5 separate regions of the Mus musculus genome follow, and regions 2, 3, 4 and 5 are each linked to region 1. The links are chromatin contacts, called in public HiChIP or PLAC-seq and promoter capture Hi-C maps. All regions are on one chromosome and are shown on one strand. Each heading gives the region's core, a stretch centred on a gene start, on an enhancer-like site or on the middle of the called end of the contact. The rest is flanking DNA. Distances are from core to core; before and after follow the strand shown.

What was found. Promoter capture Hi-C pulls out the DNA fragments that hold promoters and counts their contacts. HiChIP or PLAC-seq counts read pairs in DNA pulled down with a chosen protein or histone mark.
Region 2: a contact with region 1 is called in a FOXA1 HiChIP or PLAC-seq map of pancreatic cancer cells. The contact joins the enhancer-like site here to the promoter of Tinagl1 in region 1. A contact is called at or near these places in 6 of 39 promoter capture datasets (the 3T3-L1 cell line, 3T3-L1-derived adipocytes, cranial neural crest and 3 more), 2 of 15 datasets of contacts at CTCF or cohesin (the NIH/3T3 cell line and large pre-B cells), 21 of 484 Hi-C or Micro-C datasets (B cells, the G1E-ER4 cell line, the HL-1 cell line and 10 more), 7 of 115 datasets of contacts at active chromatin or transcription factors (the NIH/3T3 cell line, astrocytes, embryonic basal ganglia and 4 more) and 1 of 9 other capture datasets (pancreatic islet).
Region 3: a contact with region 1 is called in an HNF4G HiChIP or PLAC-seq map of pancreatic cancer cells. The contact joins the promoter of Pum1 here to the promoter of Tinagl1 in region 1. A contact is called at or near these places in 5 of 115 datasets of contacts at active chromatin or transcription factors (bone marrow-derived macrophages, embryonic limb bud, embryonic stem cells and 2 more).
Region 4: an H3K4me3 HiChIP or PLAC-seq map of embryonic forebrain shows a contact between it and region 1, with 3 times the contacts expected there. The contact joins the promoter of Kpna6 here to the promoter of Tinagl1 in region 1. A contact is called at or near these places in 1 of 484 Hi-C or Micro-C datasets (cortical neurons), 6 of 115 datasets of contacts at active chromatin or transcription factors (acute myeloid leukemia, bone marrow-derived macrophages, embryonic forebrain and 3 more) and 2 of 9 other capture datasets (adipose tissue and liver).
Region 5: a promoter capture Hi-C map of second pharyngeal arch cranial neural crest shows a contact between it and region 1. The contact joins the promoter of Tmem39b here to the promoter of Tinagl1 in region 1. A contact is called at or near these places in 9 of 39 promoter capture datasets (the 3T3-L1 cell line, 3T3-L1-derived adipocytes, cranial neural crest and 5 more), 1 of 15 datasets of contacts at CTCF or cohesin (large pre-B cells), 20 of 484 Hi-C or Micro-C datasets (B cells, the Ba/F3 cell line, the G1E-ER4 cell line and 14 more), 8 of 115 datasets of contacts at active chromatin or transcription factors (the NIH/3T3 cell line, astrocytes, embryonic forebrain and 4 more) and 3 of 9 other capture datasets (adipose tissue, embryonic stem cells and macrophages).

What each region holds. Positions count from the first base shown.
Region 1 is chr4:130,172,533-130,177,268 of GRCm38.p6, forward strand. It overlaps Tinagl1 (tubulointerstitial nephritis antigen-like 1), which reads right to left and starts at 2,270. Exons shown (of 12, transcript NM_001168333.1): 1 at 2,191-2,270; 2 at 1,361-1,675; 3 at 400-463. The coding sequence starts at 1,667. It overlaps Gm52490 (a long non-coding RNA gene), which reads left to right and starts at 790. Exons shown (of 3, transcript XR_003955116.1): 1 at 790-839; 2 at 1,180-1,239.
Region 2 is chr4:129,792,746-129,797,337 of GRCm38.p6, forward strand. No RefSeq gene overlaps it. Among named protein-coding and RNA genes, the nearest start is that of Ptp4a2, 25 kb to the right of the region's middle. Within about 2 kb of position 2,771, at least 257 of the 459 cell types and tissues checked have an H3K27ac peak or open chromatin away from gene starts, as enhancers often do. A contact at or near this core is called in the G1E-ER4 cell line, the HL-1 cell line, LSK cells and 13 more, where this site is marked.
Region 3 is chr4:130,660,820-130,665,274 of GRCm38.p6, forward strand. Pum1 (pumilio RNA-binding family member 1) reads left to right here and starts at 2,502. Exons shown (of 22, transcript NM_030722.3): 1 at 2,502-2,648.
Region 4 is chr4:129,670,604-129,675,034 of GRCm38.p6, forward strand. It overlaps Kpna6 (karyopherin (importin) alpha 6), which reads right to left and starts at 2,164. Exons shown (of 14, transcript NM_008468.4): 1 at 2,074-2,164. The coding sequence starts at 2,077.
Region 5 is chr4:129,695,119-129,699,799 of GRCm38.p6, forward strand. It overlaps Tmem39b (transmembrane protein 39b), which reads right to left and starts at 1,727. Exons shown (of 9, transcript NM_199305.2): 1 at 1,597-1,727. The coding sequence starts at 1,600.

The sequences.
Region 1 (4,736 bases), core at 1,020-3,519:
CTGGCTGATGGCCAACGCAGTCATCCCTGACCCTTCATCCCGCCCAGGACAGCGGATGCTGCAGAGGTTTCCTTCCTGGCGTCCCCTTGGACTCTCCTGTGACAGCAAGCCCAGCTGGGAAGGTGGCCAGCCCAAACCAGGAGGAGTGGAGAAAAACTTCTGGCTTAGGTGTGGCCCCCAGCCAACCTAACGATGGCTGACCACTCCCAGGCTTGTGACTAGAATCTTATTATATGAGATGGCGTGGTCAGTTTGAAAGTTTCCACATTACAGATGAAAACACTTGAGGCCCAGAGAACAAAAAGAACTCATCCCTGGGAAATGGGTGATAGGGGTTGGGGCCAAGTCTGTTTGCCACATAGCGATCAAATTGAGTCCACCCCAATCTCTCACACTCACCATCGATTGCAGTTGTCCCAGTAGGTTCCGAAGACTGGGTAGATCCGGCCCCCATGCATGCACCCTACCAGAGGGAGAGAAGGAAAGAAGAAATGGCTAAATCCTCGAGGATTTTTTTTTCAGTGTTGCTTGAAAGAGTCAAGTAAGACTACACGAGGGACTTCAGGAGGAGCAGCCCCAAACCTCCCGAGCTGGTGGTAATCACACACCAATCCCAGCCCAACGAAATCTAGAGACAAACTACATCCCAAACTACATCCTAGAACATCCACGGGTTCCCACACAGGGTGCCACACACAAGCTGTTCAAGGACTCCGTTTGGGTCCATGTCGTTTCACCTGGATGCCAGCCATGACATTCCTGGTACCCTTTGTCACTCAAATGAGTTGGGACTTGCCCATGGGCATGGAAGGAGCTTTAGGAAAGAAACTGAAGCCCAGGTAAGGCAAGCAACTCCTTTTAAAAGGCCCAGCATTTTGATATAAAGCAACTAAGGCATGGGTTTTCCTTAGCCCAAAGCCCAGCAGGGTTTGGGATGCGACAGGAAGGACTTCCGTAGTTCTCCTACTGGGACAGGGAAAGGACACGTGCAGGCCATTCTCAGAGGTGCTGAATCCTAAGTGAGGTCTCTGGCTATGACAACCTGGCTGGGCCCTTCGTGCTCTATCAGCCTCAGGATGAGTCAGCAGGTGGGGCTGCCACCTTCCCCATACTGACTGAGAGATAGTGCTGGAGCCTGTCTGCCCTGCCCTAGGGCCTAACAGGACTATTTTTTTTCAGTGTTGCTTGAAAGAGTCAAGTAAGACCACACGAGGGACTTCCAGAGGGGCAGGAAACAGGGTGAGGATTTCTTTTCTACATTTTTCAAAGCCTGGAAATACCCATTATCAGCCTTGTTCCTGAGCCTCGTTGGGACTGGGAGTGACAAGGTGGCCGCTCTGCTGGCCATCTCGGTGCCCACCTTGGACGGGAGGGAAGGGGGGTGGAATCCCGAGGCAGAAGTCCCAGAAGTCGGGGCAGCAGTCAGAGACGGTGCGGTTGCAGAAGAGGTCACAGTAACAGGTGGCTCCCAGGTAGGGCAGGGCACACTCGTCAGCACGGCCTCGACAGCACATGTCCTGCTCTTGGCAGTATCTGCCACCGGCGTCCCGGATGCCCCGCAGGTGCAGCCCTGGCGCCAGCTCCCTGCGCCAACGACTCCGCCGGGCCTCCAGGGCAGCCTGGCCAGCCAGCAGCAGCAAGAGCAGCCCCAGCCAACATCCCCACATGGTGCCTCCTAGACCCGAGGAGAACAGAGGTCAGGGGTCAGAGGTGTTGGCTTCTGGAGACTCCCTAACAAACGTCAAGGGTGGGTCTCCCTTCACACGTCCTGGAGCTTTCCTAGGAGGCTCAGCAAAGCGGGGAACCCTGACTCCCGAGTCTCCGGGAGGGAAAAGACAGCACTAGATGTCAGTCCACTCATGGGACAAGAAGTAGACCCCCCTCCCTGACCTGTTTAGGGACTGTCATGGACAAGGAAATGGGACCTTGACATTTCCAACACGCATTCTCCTCTCCTGCCCTTGGTCCCTCTACCTCTCTGACGCATCTGAGTTGGATTGTTGACTCTGTGTTTCCTCCTTATGCATGCCCCCGCCCTTCTGTCCTTGTGTCCCTCTGACCCTCTGCTCTGCGTCCCTCTGACCCTCTCCTCTGTGCCTCTCTGCCCTGGGTCCTTCTCCCTCAGTGTGCCCCCTCCTCGCTGCTCCTTCTCTCAACACCCTCTACCCTCTGATCAGGGAGAGTCCCTACCTGGTGAGGGGTGTGGGCTGGACCCAGGCTGCCCTGCGCGCCTCCGCCTCCAAGCTCGAGACTGCCAGACCGAGTCAAGTGAGGAGCGCAGGGCGGGACGCTTTTTGTACCGCCCTGCCGGCAGCACCCGCCCCAACCCCGGACTGTGGGAGGGGAGGGCGGGGCCCACTTGTAGGTACCTGGAGTAGCCCTTAGCTCCGAGGGAACGGCTTAAGGACAATGTGTACGCGACTGTCCTCCTTGAGGGATCTCTTGTCAATGGAACCCTCTTCTTAGGGAGCAGAACTGCAACTCACGGAGAAAGAATTGTGGACTGATAGTAGGAAGGACTTTCCCAGCGATTTTACGAAGCTGAAAACGTGAACAGAAGCGGGCGAGGAGGCAGCTACGATCAGAGTTCAGGACTTGATAGGGACCAAGAGCTAGGGGCAAAAATCTCTAACCCCCCCCCCCAACCCGGCCCTCCAGGAAGAAAAATAGCCAGGCACATCCTTGACCCAGTGACCCTGGGCTGGGGGCCACTCCAAGCCACAGCAGCTCCCAGGAATGACAGGAATTCCCAAGGGATGATTCAGGAAGCTGCCTAGGCTCACGGAGCTCCGGGCAGCTCCTCCCCAGGAGGTGGGTGCGGTGCGGAGTCTGAGCTTACCCAGCCGCCCCTTGTGGGGTCTGCCCTCCCCCAGTGATGGGCACCTTGCCCAACACTGCCCCCTCCACCAGGCCCAAGGGCATCCTTCTTGGCCCAAGGTCCCGTGGCGGGCCCCACATCAAGGGCCCTGGCAGCTGGGGCCCCCTGCAGAGCCCCTTTCCGTTTCTGGTCTAACCTTTGCCTTGCCCTCACACAATGGGGCTTCTGTCCCTTGAGGCCTTCCGGCTGTCACTTTGTGCCTCCCCATTGTGCAAGCTCCTTCTTCCAACAGATTGGGCCCAGGGCCAGAGGACTCTCTAGGTGGAGGAAGGACACCACACCTAGACAGTTATCCTAGCCTTCTCTGGGGCAAGCAGGAGCGCGGGGATTCTCTTAGTTCTCCGAGACACCTCCCCTTAGCTGTCACTCTCTGCAGAGAGCAGTCAGTACAAGGGATTCTTGTGACCGAGCTACCCCCTGCTGTGAGGCAAGGGTGGTGAGGCACCAGGGGGTGCGGAAGCACCCAACATACAGACCTATCCATTCGTACTCTGAAAGGATCTGAGAGCACGAAGCCTAAAAGATAAACTGAGGCTCAAGAGAACAGACAAGGTCTGGATGCAGCTTCCTTGATAGAGTGCTTGCTTAGCGTGTACAGAGCCCTGAGTTCGTGTTTAGCATCGTATAAAAACTGTGGGGCTGGTGAGAATGGCTCAGTGGGCAATGGGGCTTGCCACTATACTGACGACCTGAGTTCAGCCTCTGGAATCTAGACGATGGAGAGAGAGAATAGAGTCCACAAAGCCATCCTCATAAGTCTAATGCACACAGACTGTATGTGTGCACGCATGCACATACACACCACACACACACACACACACACACACACACACACACACACACACACTTGTGCTGTAGCACATGTCAGTATTCCCAGCACTCAGGAACTGGAGGCAGAAGGATCAGAAGTTCAGGTGTGTAGCCTGTTCAAAGCCACCTTATGCTATGTGAAACCAGGAAGTGGGCGTGGCGGGGGGTGGGGGGCAGGGCACAAGTGAGTGCAGACTTATCCAAGGTTCCACAGCCAGAACACAGGCTACCCAGTGTATTCTCTCTCCTGAGGCACCCTTAGTCATATGACAGGTCTCAAGATCCTGCTGGCTGGGAAGCCCCCCCTTTCCTATTCAATCTCGATTCATCAAATCGAAAGGCAGATAGATCCCTCAGAACTGCCAACATCATCTCCCCTGGGAGGAGACTGGCTTCAACAGAACAGGCCTGGTACCTGCTTTCATGGGTCAGTCTCAAAATTCTGAGGGCTAGAGGCCATAACATTGGGTCTACCTTTGCCAAAGAGCACCCCTTCCCTGTGAGCTGCTGTGTGTGATTTCTCTCTCTCTCTCTCTCTCTCTCTCTCTCTCTCTCTCTCTCTCTCTCTCTCTCTCCCCCTCTGGCACTCACTTGCGTGAGTGAGTGTGTGTGTGTGTGTGTGTGTGTGTGTGTGTGTGTGTGTGTGTGTCTTGCTATATCCCCTGTGTGCCTCTACCTTTTTTTGGCTCTCTTTTGGTTCTTGCCTGCCTACGGAATTACCTGTCTACCTGCTATGCTCCTGTGTGTCCGTGCCCTTAGAGCTGTGTGGACAGTGTGTGTCTCTGTGACTATCCTGGGTCTGTCTGCGTGTCCAGTGTCCGTTTGTGTAAGCTGCTGGTGTCAGAATGTCGTTGAAAGCCTCTCCTACTTGTAAACACCTGTCTACTAGATGCCTGTGGACGAGCTGGGGGAACAGGGGTAGGTAGTGGGTAGCTGTTTGCCTGTCTGTGTCTGTCTGTCTACAGGAGACAGGAACTTGGAGCAGGGAGGAGGGTGGGGCCGGATCACCCCTCCACCCCTTACCCCTGTCATCACAGAGTCTGGCTCA
Region 2 (4,592 bases), core at 1,521-4,020, 380 kb before region 1:
GCAGACAGATCTCTTGAGCATGCTAGGCCAACCAGGGCTACGTAATTAAACCCTATCTCAAAACAAAAATGAAAAGAAAATCCCAAGCAAACAAAACATGAAAGATTGAGAACATAGTAGGGGAGCAGGTCTGGGGAGGAGAAACGGAGGTTGGGTTTGGTGAGTTTTTGGTGATTTTGGCAATGTTGAGTTTCCCATGCTGTGGCTAAGGTCATGCGGATAGGAGATAAGGCAATTTCCTAGCAAGCGCCCTTTGGAGGAAAAATGAGAGCTTGAGATACCGGACTAAGTCACCACAAGGAAGGAAGCGTTAGGGACACAGTCACAGGCTAACTGTGAGAAGGATGAGGAAGGCAAGAGGAGGTGACCTTGAGGAACAATGCTTAGAGTTTGGAGCACAGTAGGACCACCAGGAGCAGAGTCCTTGCAGAAGCCCAGCAGGGACAGTTTTAAAGCGGCAGGGTTTGGTGGCTTACATCTGTAATCATACCACCTAAAAAGCTGAGGCAGAAGGATTGCTGAGAGTTTAAAGCCAGTCTGGGCTACAGAGTGAGACCCTGTCTCAGATACCAAACAAAATAAAGATTGGGGAAAAGGCTCGCTTGGTAAAGTACTTGCTGCTCAAAAACCAAGTTCAAAGCCAGCCCCCACATAAAGCAGGGTGTGGTGGCATTCTCCCGTCATCCCAGCAAAGGGGAGGAGGAGACTAGCTAAACTGTAGCTGCAGGGTCAGTGAGAGACTCTGGTCCAAAAGCGAGATGGAGAACAATTGATAAAGGTATCCATTGATCTCTGGCCATGTGCATACATATTCATCCCAACCCAAAAATAAAATAACATAAAAGACCTTGTGCATAGCACCAAGTGCTTAGAGAAACTAGAACAGAGAGGATGGAGGTGGCCCTTAGGCCTGGCAGTTAACAGACCCTCGGTGAGTGTGATTAGAGAGCTTAGCTGAGCGGAAACCATAGAGGCTTCGAAATGGGTGTACAGTGAAGATGGGGGTTGGGGTGTCAATTCTTCCAGCAATGGGGTATGTGGGGTGGAAGGGAAGAGAGTAATTTAAAAGCAAAGGTCCAGCACCCAGGAGGCAGGAGGCAGGAGGATCTCTGTGAGGTTAAGGCCAGCCTGAGTTCCAGCCAGAGCTACAAAGTGAGACTCTTGTCTTTTCAAAAAACAAAACAAAACAAAACAAAACAAAAGCCGAGTTGACGTCAAACCAGGGGAAGGCGTGGCTGTTGGCCAGAGAGCCAGGTGTCACTGACTCCTTACTGTGGGAAGTCCCAGAGCCTAGGAAGGACCCAGGTGTCAGGTGCTGGCTTGCTCATTGGAGGGGCCTGCAGTGGGAACTGTCCTATGAGAAGGCCTGTGGCTGTGGCTGGGTTTTCCCCTCTGCATTGAGTTTCCTTGATCTCCTGATTATCTTGGGCTGGTTTTGCTGCATGACTCAGGAGCTTGAGCAAGCTGAGGTACTAGGTTTCACAGCTGTGGGGGTGGGGAAGCCTGATCTCTACTGATATCTGGGAAGCAGTCATTAGATATTGACGAAAGCATCACTGTTGGGCCCCTGGCTTCAGAAAAGACTCTCTAAGCCTTGATTCCTAAGTAAAATAAAAATAAAATAAGAGAGCCGGGCGTGGTGGCGCACGCCTTTAATCCCAGCACTTGGGAGGCAGAGGCAGGCAGGTTTCTGAGTTCGAGGCCAGTCTGGTCTACAAAGTGAGTTCCAGGATAGCCAAGGCTACACAGAGAAGCCCTGTCTCAAAAAAAAAAAAAACAAAACAAAACAAAAAACAAAATAAATAAATAAACAAGAATACCATTATCTGATGCAGTGGCGCTCAACCTGTAAGGGGCGGTCGCGAGGGCACACACACACACCCCCACCCCCACCCCAGGAGTCGCATATCAGATAGCCTGTGTAACAGATACTTACATTATTAGCAGTAGCAAAATTCTAGTTATGAATTAGCAGTGAAATAATTTTATGGCGGGGGAGGGGGGTCACCACAACACGAGGAACTATATTAAAGGGTTGCTGCTTTAGGAAGCTTGAGAACCACTGCTCTAATGGCTGTTGTGAGATTGCAAACATTGCCAGGAAAGGTTCTGATCTGCGAGGTGAACTATCACCGTACTCCTTTTTTGCCCGGAGGAAGTGAAGAGTCTAAGGAAATGACTTGCCTGGGACAGCTAGCAAATACCTGCCGGAATCCTAAGTCCCGAGCCACTATGCACGTCTAAGGATGTCTGCAGGAGGCCTATCCGGTCAAGCCTGTGGTTGAGGAGCAAGCGGCCCCTCCGAAGAGAGTCTTGGGCAAATAGCTAGAAAACAAGGCCCTTGCAAGTAGCTGCTTTTCTGTTGGGAATTCTGGCAAAGAAGAGATGAGCCTCTAAGCTGCCTCTGCGGCTCCTTCACTGGAGACCCCTTTTGGTAGCCTCCTCCGCACCGCTCAGATAAAGAGTCTATTTATTAGCTTTCCCCAGAGCGGGCCTGCAGAGCGGGAAGCGGGTTCTGGCATGAGGTAGAAGTCAGCCTCTCAGCCAAGCCTCCTCCTTTCGGTCTACCTTCCTTAGCCCTCTCCCTGGATTCCCCTGACACTGGCTTTCTCTCTCCGGTATCCCTGAGCCCAGGGCGGAGTATCACGTTCTTCCTAAACTGTCCGTGGAGCAGGGACAGCTTTGCGCGCTGCCTGCCACTGCACACACTTCCAAAGGTTTCTGTGGAATTCAGGCTTCAGTAAACACTTGAGGAGGAGGAAGTGGGCCAAGAAATGAGTGTAAGATTACATCAGGGCTGACGCACACCCTGCCCACCCCCCTCCGGTCTTCTGAGACGCCTTCCCTCCTTGGTGGGTGGGGGGGCAGGGCACAGATGCAGCCCCTGGACCAGCCCCAAGCCATCTTTTTTCCCTTTGGCCTAGGGGAGTGGCTAGTGCTGATGAAAAGGGGAATGCTGAGGAGGGGGCCTTAGAGGTGAACTGTATCCTCCATGACCTGGAAGAGAGCTAGCTAACAGCAAGCTGGAGAGAAAGCAAAAGTGAAGTGGCCAAAGGAAAGAGTCCAAAAAGGCTGCGAAGCTGTGTTTTGGAAGTGTCTGCCAGAAGCTAGGCTCCATGCGGGAAATGATAACAACAGTGGTATCCAGCTTAGGAAGCAGCGGCTGCTTGGTCGGGGACTCCGTTTCGGAAGCATTTACCTTTTGTGTAAGGACCCTGGGTGGTTTATATGTCCTTGTACTGAATTCCAGCAACACCCCTCGGGATTGGTGTGGTTAGCATCAACCATCCTTTTACAAATAAAGACAGGGAAGGGCTAAAGTTCAGAGCTATCTAAGGTTACTAAATTGGGCTTTGGGTAGTCTCGGTTTGGGTCTGGGTCTGTCTGCTGAGTGTGTTTTGTGTTTGTTTTTAAGGCAGGGACTTGCTGAGAATTCCAGGCAAACTTTAAACTCATGACCCCTGCTGTGGCCTCCTGAGTCCCAGGATTAAAGGCAAGGACCATTGCAGGCGCCATTGCGCGACTCTAATGCTCACCCTTAGCTTTGCTGAGCCCACACAGTTAACTCCCAAGTGCCTGGCTCTTCCTGAGTCCCTCTCAGTTTAGTTTGGGTTTCCCATCTTTCTGTCTCCCCAGGACGTGATAGAGCCAGCCTAGACAGACCTGGTGGCCAGCTGAGGCAGGATTGCTAGTTCAAGGTTATGCAGTGAGACACCATCTCAAAATGAAAAATAATGAAAAGATGGAGGATATAGCTCAACTTAGTAATACAGGGCTTGCTAGCAAGCATTGGGCCCGGAATACAATCCCAGGCACAGAGATAGTGATAGAGACAGACAGACATAGATAAATGGATAGACAGATAGACAGACAGACATAGAAAATGTGGTACATTTACACAATGGAGTACTAGTCAGCTATTAATAATGATGAATTCATGAAGTTCTTAGGCAAATGGATGGAACTAGAAAATATCATCCTGAGTGACATAACCCAATCACAAAAGAACACACATGGTATGCACTCACTGATAAGTGGATATTAGCCCAGAAGTTTAGAATACCCAAGATACAATTCATGGACCACATGAAGCTCAAAAAGAAGGAAGACCACAGTGTGGATACTTCAATCTTTCTTAGAAGGGGGATCAAAATACCCAGGGGAAGAGATACAGAGACAAAGTTTGGAGCAGAAACTGAAGAAAGGCCATCTAGTGACTGCCCCACCTGGGGATCCATCCCATATACAGTTACCAAACTCTGATACTATTGTGGATGCCAACAAGTGCTTGCTGACAGGAGTCAGATATAACTGTCTCCTGAAAGGCTCTGCCAGTGCCTGACAAATACAGAAGTGGAGGCTCACAGCCACCCATTGGACTGAGCACAGGGTCCCCAATGGAGGAGCTAGAGGAAGGACCTAAGGAGCTGGAGGGGTTTGCAGCCCCATAGGAGGATCAATATGAACCAACCAGTACCCCCAGAGTTCCCAGGGACTAAACCAAAAAGTACACAAGGAAGGACTCAAGGCTCCAGCTGCATATGTAGCAGAGGATGGCCTTGTGGGACATCAATGAGAGGAGAGGTCCTTGG
Region 3 (4,455 bases), core at 1,252-3,751, 490 kb after region 1:
CCAGTTTATGTTTTTTCATTTTAAAACAGGAGTACTGGTGTCCTGTCTGTCTACTATGATTAATATTTTGTAGTCTGGCAGATTTATTGTTTATTTTAGTTTGGAATTTTTTTGTTTCTTTTGGTTTTTTTTGAGACAGGGTTTCTCTGTGTAGCCCCGGCTGTCCTGGAACTCACTCTGAAGACCAAGCTGGCTTCAAACTCAGAAATTCTCTTGCCTCTGCCTCCCAAGTGCTGGGATTAAAGGCATGTGCCACCACGACTGGCAGAAATTTTTTGTCTTTTTTTTTTTCCAGAGCTGAAGACCAAACCCAGGGCCTTGCGCTTGCTAGGCAAGTGCTCTACCACTGAGCTAAATTCCCAACCCCAGAAATTTTTTTTAAAAGAGCAGTCAGTGCTCTTAACCACTGAGCCATCTCTGCAGCCCTAGTTTGGAAATTTTAAGTTGGATAATGAGTAAGAGTCTGAGGGCAGCATATGTCACACTGGTAAACACTTGATAACAGTGGTCTCAAGAGTCTGCTGGAGGCTGTGCTCTGATAGGGTTATTCTGGGGTTGGGTTTGTGTCTTAGAGCCTTTGAAAGTAAATTTCTTTAACAAGATCAGAGATGGGTGATGTTTACTCCGCTGGGATTGCCTCATCTGATTGACTAGTGAGTCCTCAAGACGAATATCTCCTGTCTATGGCTAAACCAGCATTAAAGTCTTACCAAATGGATGACGGAAGCTGAAGTTCAACCTAAGGAAACTAAGCGGGACAGCGGTGGGACCATCTTTAATCTTAGCACTCGGAAGGCAGAGGCAGTTGGACCACTGAGTTTGAGGCCAGCCTGCTCTACAGAGCAAGTTCTAGGACAGCCAGGTCTTTACTGAGAAACCCTGTCCTGAGAAACCAAAAAAACCAAACTGAATCAACCAACCAGACAAACAAAAAAAAAAAAAAAAAAAAAAAGAAAGTAAAGAATTAACTATGGCTCTCAGGACGAAAGCATGGAGCCCAGAGTTGTCTGGTAAGAAGCTAAAAGGTGTAATTTTCTCATATCTGTCATCTTTCTTCCTCCTGTGTGCTTGCATACTATGGCTATTCAGTACTGTCCAGGGCCTTGGCCTGATGGAGCTAAATGCATTATCTACTTGATTTCACAAAGCATTGTTAGCAGTGTGGGAAATGAAGGTTCAGTTAAGGAATTTCAGGTCTGGTTACAAGCTGGCTTTCTGAATAGAGTATGTTCTTGAGTTTGAATATCGAGACCTGGTGGGGGGGGATGTAGCTCAGTTGTTTGGTAGGGTGTTGCCTGGCATATGTGAAGTCCTACATTTGGTATGTCTGTAGTAACAGAAGGAAGGTATGGAAGTAGGCTCAGGGGGTCAAGGTAATCCTTAGCTACACAGTGAGTTTGAGGGCAGCCTGGCTCTATGACACCCTATCTCAAAAACAGAAATAAAAAAAAAAGCGAGGTGGTGGTGGCATAGGCTGTTAATCCCAATACTCAGGAGGCAGAGGTGGGGATATCTCTGTGAGTTCTGAGGCCAGCCTGGTTTACAATGGGAGTTCCAGAACAGCCAGGGCTACACAGAGAAACTCTGTCTTGAAAAATCAAAAAGAATTTAAAAAGCCTAAAAAACCTAAAAAAAAAAAAAAAAAAAAAAAAAAAAATTGAACGGTTCTTGAAGGCAGAGACAGGTGGATTTCAGTAGGTTAGAGAGCAGCCCAGCCAGAGCTACAACAAAAGACCCTGTCACAATAAAAACCAAACCAGGGCTGGAGAGAGGGCTCATTGGTTAAGAGCACTGACTGCTCTTCCAGAGGTACTGAGTTCAATTCCCAGCAACCACATGGTGGCTTACAACCATCTGTAATGGGATCTGACACCCTCTTCTGGTATGTCTGAAGGTAGGACAGTGTAATCACATACAAATGCATCTTTAAACCAACCAACCAATCAACTGAAATGGAGTGCTTGCAAACACCTCTGGCTTCTAGTTCTCAGCTTAATTTGCTTAGTTTCCATCTTGATATTTCTAATGACCTTTGAACAAGGGTCCTGCCATTGTCATTGCGCTCCAGATCCTGCAAATTAGGTTGAGGTCCTGCCCTCCATCAGCATGGTCGTTCTGTTGCTCTTTTCTTTTGTATGTTACACTGGGGAAACGAGGCAGGAAAAGATGCAAAAAGGCCAGGAGCCAGAGGGCTAGAAGGGGTTCGAACCCAGACACTGGCCAGGCTGTGCCAAGGTTCAGGCACAGCCCCAGGTTGGCGTCCCCTCCCCCCCACGGCAGCCCGGGCACTCCGTGCGCGCTCCCGTGCCTCCCACCCCGCTCCCTCCGCGGCGGCGGCGCGCGCTCGCCCCAGCGGGCGGGCACAGCGGTTGTGTGGCCTGCGAGTTTCCCCGAGTTCACACAGGCCCTGCCGTTGGCATGGCAACCGGGCAACCTGTTCCAGAGCCGCCCGCCCGCCCGCCCGCTCCGCACACGCCGCTGCCACCGCCGGAGCTGGGGCCGGCGCCGGCGCCGCTCCCATGATGCACCGCGTCAGCCCAGTCCCCAGTGGGCCGCCATGTTGTCGGAGTGAAAGGTAAGGGGGAGCGAGAGCGCCGGCGAGCGAAGATCGGGGGGCCGGAATCCATCTTCATCCTACCGCTCCGCCCGTGAGTATCCGCGCCCCGGTGGCCCCAAACCGTGCTCCGAACCCCCAGCGAGCCGATGCGCCTCTCGTATTGGCGTTTGGCAGCGGTTGGCGGGGCGAGAAAGGGCTTAGAGACGCCGCCGGGCCTGGCGGAGGCACCGCGCTCGCTCCGCTCGTACGTGTTTGGGAGGCGGCAGCGAGGCCCTATTGTTATCCGCGAGGAGGGGGTGGGGAGCGGGCCGCGGCCGGGGCCCGGCTCGCCCGCGGCTGCCGGCGGCTCCGTGCCTCCGTTCGGCCCTGCCGGGAGTCCCTAGAGGTTGGTGTTGCCGTTCGGCTCGGCTTCTTTTTTTTTTTTTTTCCTTCCTCCCCTGCATTTATTTATTTATTTTTTGGATGGATCTGAGCAGCCCCAGGTCCTCTCTTGTGGCCGCGGAGTGGAGATTCTGTGGTCCCGCGGGCTCCTTGGACTTGGCTGGAGCTTCCGTGGCAGCGCCGAGGGAGGAACAATACAAGGCTTTAGAAAGCGGGCGGTGGGCCACGGTCCTCGGGCGAGCCCCCCATGGTGGTGGGGGAGTGGGCGATCTTGCAAGCCTTGAAATATGGAGAGGTGACCATCAGGAAGTTTCGGATCGCTTTTTAAGCGCCTGGGTTCCTTGTGGCCTTTTGTTTCTGTGAGAGCTTGTGTGTGTTTTCCTCCCCCTTGAGGAGGGGGTGTTCTTCCTCTCTGATCCTCCCTGTGTTGGTGTGCTTCCCTCTCCAAGGGGCTTTCAGCAGGTAGTAGGACAAACATGTAGATAGCTACACAGTGCTACAGTTTCGGTCCTCACGAACGCGGTGGGTAAACATGGGTCATTTGTTTGACTCGTCAGTACCACTCCCACGTTAAGGGAGGAACACTCCAGTAACTTTTCTCCAGTGAAGCTCACCCCTCTTCCCAAGAGCTCCCCTCCCACATCGCGAGGAACTCCCACATAGATGACCAGAGAAGGCTTTATCCCCACCATAACTTTGAAGGATTGTTCGTTTTCATTGTGCAAATTACGATAACGCTTCGTTACACTTGATCATTTTGCTCACCCCATTAATTACTGGGATTATTAAGATGATTTATGAGGGCTTTTGGGCGTTCAGTTTTTAAAGCCAGTTACTTCTGAAGGTAGGATTGTAGCTTGAGCTGTTTGCTTTGGTGTAAAAGTTACTAATGTGGCTCTCCTTTTAAGATAAGCAGCTTCCTTCAGGGTTTTTAGTAAACCATTTTGACCCTTTGCTCATTGTAACTTTGTAAAACACTAGGGGCTGCGGATCTTTATCTGAAGGTTTGGAAATACTGGATTCTGAACTTCTAGTATTTTGTCTTTCCACGCTTGAGTTCATCTTGTCTAAGGCCACAGCTTTTTGAAGTTGGGATTTGTTTAGTTTGAGTCTGTGAACTGCTTTAAGATAAATTTATGTCCACAGAAGGTTTGTTCAGTGTAGTAAAAATAAACACCTATCAGCCCTGAGCATCTTAGTGAATGGAGATAGATTAAACCATGCTGTTTTGTTTAAAGAAAAGTACTATTAGTGATATTAAAAAGAAAAAGTAAAAACAAACTCCACTGTGATCTTGACAGTGTGAAAGCTAGGAAGTACTAGACTAGGCTTGCTACTTCATTGCATTGCTTAAAATATTTGTTTCTAAACGATAGGTCATTTGCTTAAAAAAATCAAATTTTAAATACTGCACATAATTTCTTAGTGAGTGTTGAGAGACCCTAAAAGGTACCATCAGTTTCTTGTTTTCTGGTACTTAGGTGACAGATTATTAGTTTTTGTTCTGTCAGTGCCAA
Region 4 (4,431 bases), core at 914-3,413, 500 kb before region 1:
CTGGCTCTATTATAACCAGTACCCAACGGGCCTAGATTGCTAGCCTTGCACTAGTTACCTATCTTCTCAAAGCATCAATTTACTGTTGCTAAAGGGATTCCTCAAACTACCGAGGACTACACACTGTGATTAAATATATCCTTATATTAGACTGGTCACTGAAGTTAGCTGAAAAGTCACCTACCTCTACATACTAAAAATTCTTTCATGTCTCATTCTTGCACTGAAGAACTTTTTTGTTTGCTTGTTTTGGTTTTTTGACACAGGGTTTCTCTGTGTTGCCCTGGCTGTCCTGGAACTCACTCTGTAGACCAGGCTGGCCTCAAACTCAGAAATCCGCCTGCCTCTGCTCCCCAAGTGCTGGGATTAAAGGCGTGCGCCACCACCCATCTAATGCCTTAAATCTTAGAGGCTGCTGTGAAGTAAAATGTGAAAGAATGTCGTTCCTGGCTGACTCTCATCAGCTATGTTAGCTCCTTCAAGCCTGTTTCTCAATCTCTAAAAAAACGTCTCACAGACGATGCCTTTCCCTCTAGGGCTCCAGTTACCTCCCAGAATCAATCTATACTTTCCAGAGGATCTGGAAGTGTAGAGTGCTTTAGGGAAAAGAACCGCTCGCTGTATTCAGGGTGGGAAGAATGCTGTTACATTGTTTGCAGAGTTCTTGCTAGGTTACACATACTCCCTTCCTAGAGATGTGAAGGCTCAGAAATGGAGGAACGTAGGGCTTGTTGCAGTGTGTTAGACGCCTTCTCTATGCACAGTTTTGTTTGAAAACTGGATGAGAGGTGGGAAGTGGCAGGCCAGATCTGATTCTGAAATCACTGGCAGAGAAAGTCTTTTCTGTTTCCTCAGAATTAGAGATTATAGCAAACTTTAGAAATGCACTACTCTTTACAATAGGCGGAGGTCAGCAATTCACTCTAAACTTTTCCACTTTCATTCAGACTAAAGATTTCAAACTGGACCCATATCAAAACACAACTTCCCAACTTTACGCAGGGTTAAAACTGTCCCCCCTCTCTCTCATCCCACCACTAGAGGGCCAGCCCATAAAAGGCACCAGTTAATTCCTAGGGCTCTGGAGTGATCACCCTGGTTTAATCACCGCGTGACCTTGGATAAGTTACTTTACCACTCTAAGCCTCAGTTTCCCCATCTGCAAAACAGGAATAACAGCAGCACCTATCCCACTAGATTGCAATTAGGTTAAACAAGACACGTTAAGCACTGACAATAACGTCTGCACGTACAGATTGGCAAATTTAAAGTTTTTCACTTTACTGATGCCAACAAATTACCAATACTGGTTTCACTTCTGAATTCGAAGACCATCATCGTATTCTTTTGAGCAACGGCTTTCGTATCCGGAATGCTCTTTAAAAAAGATCAACAGGTCTCTCTTTTTCTCCTAACCAGAGTTGGCCCAGAAACAGTAAGTCCCTGACCTGTCTGTGCCAAGAAGTCTTGGCTTTGGTCTCTCTACCACTGCGAAGGCTGTCACTGAGTCTAGCCGAACCACCCCATTCCTGCGCCGACTGGGACATTTTCCTGGCCTTCAAAGGCCCAAGCTCTGCTGGACCCGGCCGGCCCTTGGTTACCGGGCCGGAGCTGGCCTGCCCTGGGTCTCCTCTCCAGAGGACTCTACCCTCTACGTAGGCAGCTAGGACTTCACTTGGTTCAGAAGCCCGGCGTCCAAAAGCCCGAGGAAGCAGGCTCTCCGCGGCCAGGCCTGCTGCTGGAGCCCGGAGCCCGGCCCCCGGATCCACGGCAGGCGCAGGGCGAGAGGGCAGGGCTCTGCTTACCCCGGGAAGCGCGAGCTCTGACCCGAGGCCACCACGTGGGGACAGCCCAGGACGCTAGCAGTGCGGAACAAGCCCCCAGGGCTGCTCCCCGTGCGGGCGGCCCTACGCCAGCCCTAAACTGGCCCGAGGGGCGCTCCCGATCTGCCTTCTCCTCCCATGCCTCTCTGGATGCTTCCGACATCTGCTTCGGACGAGAGACAGGCCCTCGCCAGACCCCGCTCCCCGACACCTCGGCCCGAACACCCATCTCCTGAGCCGCTTCACTCACCCATCGCGGCTCCGCTCGCTCGGACTTGGCGGCGGCCGCAGCGGTAGCTTCAGCGGTAGCCTCGGCAGACAATATGGCGGACCTGCAGGACGGCGGCCTGACGGGGACAAACGTTTTATACCGTGCTAAAACGCGTTCTTAACCCTCACGCCCCCTTCCCTCCAAGGGATATCAGGATAGGGGCGGGCTTAAAGAGAACGCAGCCACTAAAGATGGCAATTAGGGATGGAATAGACAGCCGAGGCTGGAGGGAGACTAGAAGGAATATGTACAAAACAAAGTGTGTCAAACTCTCTGCCTCTGCTTCTGTCTCCCAAGTGCTGGAATTAAAGGCGTGCGCCACCACCGCCCGGTTGCCACAAGCACTTTAAACCACTGGGCCATCTCTCTGGTCCTTGCTGTCTGTGGTTTTAAAGGCAGAAGGGGCAGAACGATTGGACCTGGAGATCCAATCTCTTTCTGTTTTTATTTCTTCTTTATGGCGAGACCTTCTTTCCCAAAAATTCTTCATAATTAAGCCTGTATAGACCCTGAACTAAATAATTATTTTGAGAGAGGAAGTGATTCGTTCAAGGCTCCGGAGATAAGGAAAAGGAGTGGAGATTAAGCTGGGGTTTGAATATTGTTTTTGTTCATTTGAGACAGGATCTTTACTATGTATCTCTGGCTGGCCTGGACCTTTATAAATCAGAAAGACTTCAAACTCACAGCGATCCACCTATCTGCCTCCCAAGTGCTGAGGTAAAAGGCTCCCAGACCAGTTGTTTGTTTACGGGAGGCAGGGTTTCAGATATCCTAGACTTGAACTCTAGATTCTCCTTCTTCCACCTCCCCTCTGCTGAGGTTACAGGTGTGCGCTATCACACTAGAGGGAGTTTGTTTCTCCAGCAAAAGGGTGTGGTGGGGTAGGGGCAGAGCCCAGTAACCTTTTAATGACAGGGTCAGTTCTATATTGCTGACTAGTATGACCACCACCTTCCAGTGTCTGACTTATAGCTATTGAATGAATAAATGAACAAATAAACAAGCAAACAAATAAATAACAGGTCAATGAGCTCCCTTTTTTAGTGATGAGGACCTTGAAGCACGTGCCTTTTGAATCAAGGAATTTGGGGCTGATGCTTATTAACCTCCTTATTTTGCATGATAGCATTCCAGTCTTCCACATCAACACACAGAGCCGGGGTTACGTCCAATCTTGCCAATTCTAACCAAATGCCTGGCCGATAAAGTGAAACAACTCAAAAGTCAAATTCTATGACTTGAGGAAAAGGAATACTGTTATCACAATAATCAACCTCCTTATCTCACTTATCTCCAAAATCGTTCTGCCCCATCTGTCTTTAAAACCAGAGACAGCGGGGCTGGTGAGATGGCTCAGGGGGTAAGAGCACTAACTACTCTTCAAGAGGTCCTGAGTTCAAATCCCAGCAACCACATGGTGGCTCACAACCATCCGTAGTAACATATGATGCTCTCTTCTGGTGTCTAAAGCTACAATGTACTTACATATAATAAATAAATTCTTAAAAAACAAACAAACCACAGAAAGGACCAGAGATGGCCCAATAGTTGAAAGTGCTTGTGGCAGCCGGGCAGAGCAGAGGCAGGCGGATTTCTGAGTTCAAGGCCAGCCTGGTCTACAGAGTGAGTTCCAGGACAGCCAGGGCTACACAGAGAAACCTTGTCTCGAAAAAACAAAACAAAAACAAAACCAACCCTCCCCCCAAGAAACAACAAAAAACAACAAAAAGAAAAAGAAGAAAAGAGAAAGTGCCTTGGAATCCCTGGTGTACAGAGATCTCCAACTTCTGAAATTGCATGCTATCTTTGCTCATGTGCTATTAACCAAATGTACTACACACACAAAATAAATAAGCAAACAAACTAGCATTTCTCATCAGAAATGAGATCTGGGGCTGGTGAGATGGCTCAGTGGGTAAGAGCACCCAACTGCTCTTCCAAAGGTCTGGAGTTCAAATCCTAGCAACCACATGGTGGCTCAAAACCATCTGTAACGAGATCTGACTCCCTCTTCTGGTGTGTCTGAAGACAGCTACACTGTACTTACATATAATAAATAAATAAATCTTTAAAAAAAAAGAAGTGAGATCTGATGCCCTCTTCTGGTGTGTCTGAAGACAGCTAAACTTACATATAATAACTTACATATAATAAATAACACAAGGCCCTGGATTTAGTCCTGAGCTCTGGAAAGGAAACAAATATGAAAAAGACCAATACAAAAATCAACAGAAAGGTAACTAAATACATTGTATCGCTCTTCTTGTAGCAATTTCCCACTGCCTGCTCTCAGGAATTTTCTTCACTTTCAAGGGTCAGAAGCTGGCTCCTGAC
Region 5 (4,681 bases), core at 477-2,976, 480 kb before region 1:
GAGCCACCACTGCCCAGTCAATGTCTTTTCCTTTGTGCTCTTTGCTTACCAAGGTTCTTTCTGAATTCAGAGCTCACTATTTCACTAACTGATTGGCCTCAGGGTTCCAGCTTTGCCTCCCCGGTACTGGGACTGATTACAGGTGGGTTATTGCACCTGCCAGGCTTCTACCTTTTTTTCCCACAATTCACTCTCTGAGATTATCTTTTGTTTTGTTTTGTTTTGTTTTGTTTTGTTTTAAGATAGGGATTCTCTGTGTAACCCTGGCTGTCCTGGAACTCACTCTGTAGACCAGGCTGGCCTCGAACTCAGAAATCTGCCTGCCTCTGCCTCCTGAGTGCTGGGATTAAAGAAGTGCGCCACCACGCCAGGCGTGAATTCACATTTTAAGCGACTAAGTAGCACAGAATAGCCTCAAACTCACAACCCACCTGCCTCAGTCTCCCAAATGCTAGGATGACAGGATGACAGGCATGTGCTACCAGACTGTTATTTTTACTGCCAGTTCCCTTAATCCGGTTCACTGGACCAGTTTGGTAAGATTTTCAGAGCCTGAGTCCTGAGCTGCTCAGCGCTGGTATTTGCTGGATTTTATCTGGATCTGAGTCTCCAGACGCTACAATCTGGTCAGGTTTGAGACAAGTTTTCCCTCCAGGGCCCTGAGATCTAACTCAATGACCCACGGCCTGGCCTTAACGTCAGAATGGCCTTAGAAAGAGCGCTGTGGTTGGGAATCTCAAACTTAAGATTTTACAAAACTATATTCCCTAAGCTTAGTAGTCTAGCCTAAGATCCTAGGCAGCATCCTGCACTTAGCTCCCAAACCCTTAATCGAAGTTATAACTTCCTCAACTTCCTCACAGCAACACAGTAGCCTCCATTCATACACACGGTGCCCAAGCTTTCCTATCTCTGAAGGTTTTCTGACAGCTCTTCACAATATGCATGTCCAGAAAGCTGACTTCAAGCCCCAAACCGGAAGCTTTGTTCACACGCTGTTATATTTGGTTTGGTTTAGAACCCCCCCCCCCAACACACACCCTCAGCCCAGGAACTCTGCCCACACCCACTATCTTTTAGAAGCTCGGCACCCACATAAAGCCCCTAGCCCAGAAACCCCGCCCACACACAACTGTCAACCCCAAGACCCCGCCCACAAGCCGGGCAATGCTCTCTAGGACTGGAAGCTTGAATCGGAATGGACTCCCTTGGTGGGCTAGGTGTCCCTGCGGCCCCACCGCTCTCAGTGTAAACCCCTATAGTCCAGAAAATTCTCTCCCCCACCGGCAATCACAAAAGGCGAACCCTAAGCTCTCAGCCCCTCCCACCAGAGTGCCCGGCCCCCATCTGCAGACAGGAGAATTGTGTGCCCCAAAGAAAGCCTGAGCCCCTCCGAGCCCCTCTCCCTTTTGGAAGCTCCGCCTACCAAGCGGTGACCCGCCCCCTCAGGACCGGAGGGGCGGGGTCCCGCCTGCGCCGCGTCCCTTCCCCTCCCCCTCCCCCTGCCCGCGACTCCGGTCCGCGTGGGGAGGCAGTTCGCAGCCAGGCTCCCCGCTATCCCGCGACCCCCGAACGAGCCCAGCCAGCTCTGCTCACCCATCTCCTTCCCCCGGCGCTCTCCGCTCACCGCCGCAGCTCCTGCGGGCAATATGTCGGAGGCGACGGCGGCCGAGAGAGGACTAACCGCCGCAGCCCGGGCCGGGTATCAGCCGCACGCTCCCTCCGGCTGCTCAATTTGCATGCTAGGCGGGCTGGGAGTCGGGAGCGCGCTTCTTAAAGGGGCCGTTTGGACAAAAGCTGTGCTAACGCTCTTTGTCTTGCCTTTCCCCACGCCTTTCCCGCAGCTGCTGCTCAAGAGATTCTGGAGCGGGCGAACCCACCTCCCGTGTTTCTTCACCCTGTTCTGACTTAGAGGAGGACACCAGAGCGGCCTTTTGCCTCTAGTGAAGTCCTGTTTTTGTACAACACAGTCACCTCATACTCAGCGAGTCCCAAACTGGGCTTTCAGAACTCTTAGGCTTTAGTGTGCTTTGGCCCACCCCAGTCAAAATCTACGAGTCACTTCCCCTTTCCTCCAAAACTCTATATCCAATTTTTGGCCTCATCTTGATGACCCTAAACTCTATCCATTTCTCATGTTTGATTCTCATGTTCTCCACTGTTGATTTCACTGCCACCACCTTAGCTAAGAACCTGTGCCTGCCATTTTCAAATTTCGAAATAGTGTTAATGGGTATTAATAATAACCGCCTATTAGGGTTCTTAACATTTTAGAATTTGGTGTGCCGGAGAGAGGGAGGGATGCGCAGAGCAGTGGACTTGGGAAGACAACTGGTAGTAGTACTGGTTCTTCTACCATGTAGCCTAACACGTAGGCTATCGGGCTTGGCTACAAGAACCTTTACTTGCTGAGATATCTCGCCAGCCCTTTGATTTTGGTTTTTAAGACAGAGCCTCTGGTAGCCTGGGCTGTCCTTGAATTTGCTATGGATTAGAGGATGTCCTTGAATTTCTGATCCTGCTTCATAGTGTCGGAATTATTACTCTCACTATGACAGATTTATTCAGGGATGGAAATCAAACCTAATGCAAGCACAAATTATCTTGTAGGCATGGAAGATTAAATGAGACAATCCATGTAGTACCTGTTTTAATCAGTGTTAGCCATCATGTTTGGCAAACACTTAACAGAGGAAGCAAGTAGCTACTGTTATTGTTAGTGTAATTTCTTCCCTTGCAAGACTAATAAGCAGTCTATGGGGGTGAGGGTAGGAGATTAAAATTAGGGCCTCATACAGGCTAGGCAAGTGTTCTATCATTCAGTTATATTCTCAGCCTCATAAGCAATCTTTATATTATTGTTAAGTTTTTTTTTAATTTTATGTGAGTACACTGTAGCTGTAAAGATGGTTGTGAGCCTTCAAGTGGTTGTTGGGAATTGAATTTTTAGGACCTGTGCTCGCACCAGTCAACCCCCCTCACTGGGGCCCAAAGATTTATTATTATATATAAGTACACTGTAGCTGACTTCAGACACACCAGGAGAGGGCGTCAGATCTCATTACAGGTGGTTGTGAGCCACATGTGGTTGCTAGGATTTGAACTCAAGACCTTCAGAAGAGCAGTAAGTGCTCTTACCCACTGAGCCATCAAGCCAGCCCTGCTGTTGTTTTGTTTGACAAGTTTTCACTGTGTAGCCCTGGCTGTCCTGAAACTCACTTTGTAAACTAGGCTGGCCTCGAAAGGAGAGACCCACCAGCCTCTAACTCCCAAGTGCTAGGATTAAATGCGAGCACCACGACCATGACACCGGCTCCTCACAAGCAATTTTAATTGTCTGGTGACTTCACAGGTTATCATAATGCTTGACACATATTAATCAAACAAATTAGAAGATATTTATAGATTTTACAGATTTTAAATTATAAGGGCAGACAGACATGAAAATTAGTAAATTCTGTAGTATATTAGCCCCTAGTAGTATATTAGAAGAGAAAGCAGGATGAAAGGAAAAACGGGAGTGTCCAGATGCAGGTTTAAATAGGATGGGGAAAGAAAGCAGGCTTCCTTGAAATGAGTCAGAGGAAGTATCTGGGGGAGAGGGAAGATTCTAGACAGAGGAATAATGCAAGGACATTCAGCCTGATATGTTTAAGAAGTAAAAAGGAGGGTAAGTAATGTGGGGATGACAACTGCATCCATCAGCCTGGCCAATAGGCAAGCATGCAGGCATTTTCTTAATGACTGATGTGGGAGGGCTCAGCCCACTGTGGGTAGTGCCACCTCTCCGCATGGCCTCTGCTTCAGTTTCTGACTCCAGATTCCTGCTGACTTCTCTTCATGAGAAACCATAACTTTACAATGAAAGAAATCGCTTTACCATGCTACTCTTGGTCCTGGTGGTTTTTGTTTGTTTGTTTCAAGACAGGGTTTCTCTGTGTAGCCCTGGCTGTCCTGGAACTCACTCTACAGACCTCAAACTCAGAAATCCACCTGCCTCTGCCTCCCAAGTGCTGGGATTAAAGGCGTGTGCCACCATGCCTGGCTGGTCCTGGTGTTTATCATAGCAATAGAAACCTAACTAGGATACAGGAGGAGATCCTGTCGCTGGTCTCAGAGGGCACTGGCACCTCACCTCACACACACAGTAACACAGAAAATTGCCAGAGAGATGGCTCACTGGTTAGCACAACTTAGCAGAGTCTAGAGGACCCAAACCCAATTCCCAACACCCATACACAGCAGGTCACAAGGGTCTGTGCATCCAGTATAGGGGATTTGATGCTCTCCTCCAGTCTCTGTGAGCGCCAAACATACACCAAAGCCGGGCCATCTGCGGGAATGTGGGTGACACCTAGCCATATTTTCAGTTACTGCTATATCCTGGGGACAGAGATAACAAATTGCTACACCTGAATGAAGAAACAGGATGTTTTGAACGATCCCTTTTAGCAGTAGGCAGAGGATAGTATGAAAACAACTTCCTAGGAGGGGTCAGACCTGGTTTCTGAGATGAGTAAGTTTTGTTGAATGGTCCAGTGTCTGTTGGAAGGCCCTGGGATTAATCTCTAGCATGGTCTTTTGTTGGTTTGTAAAGTGTGTTTGTACCATACGGGATGAAACATCTCTTGAATCTGGTAACTGCCTGTGGAGTTGGTAATGTTTATGAATCTACAGTGTA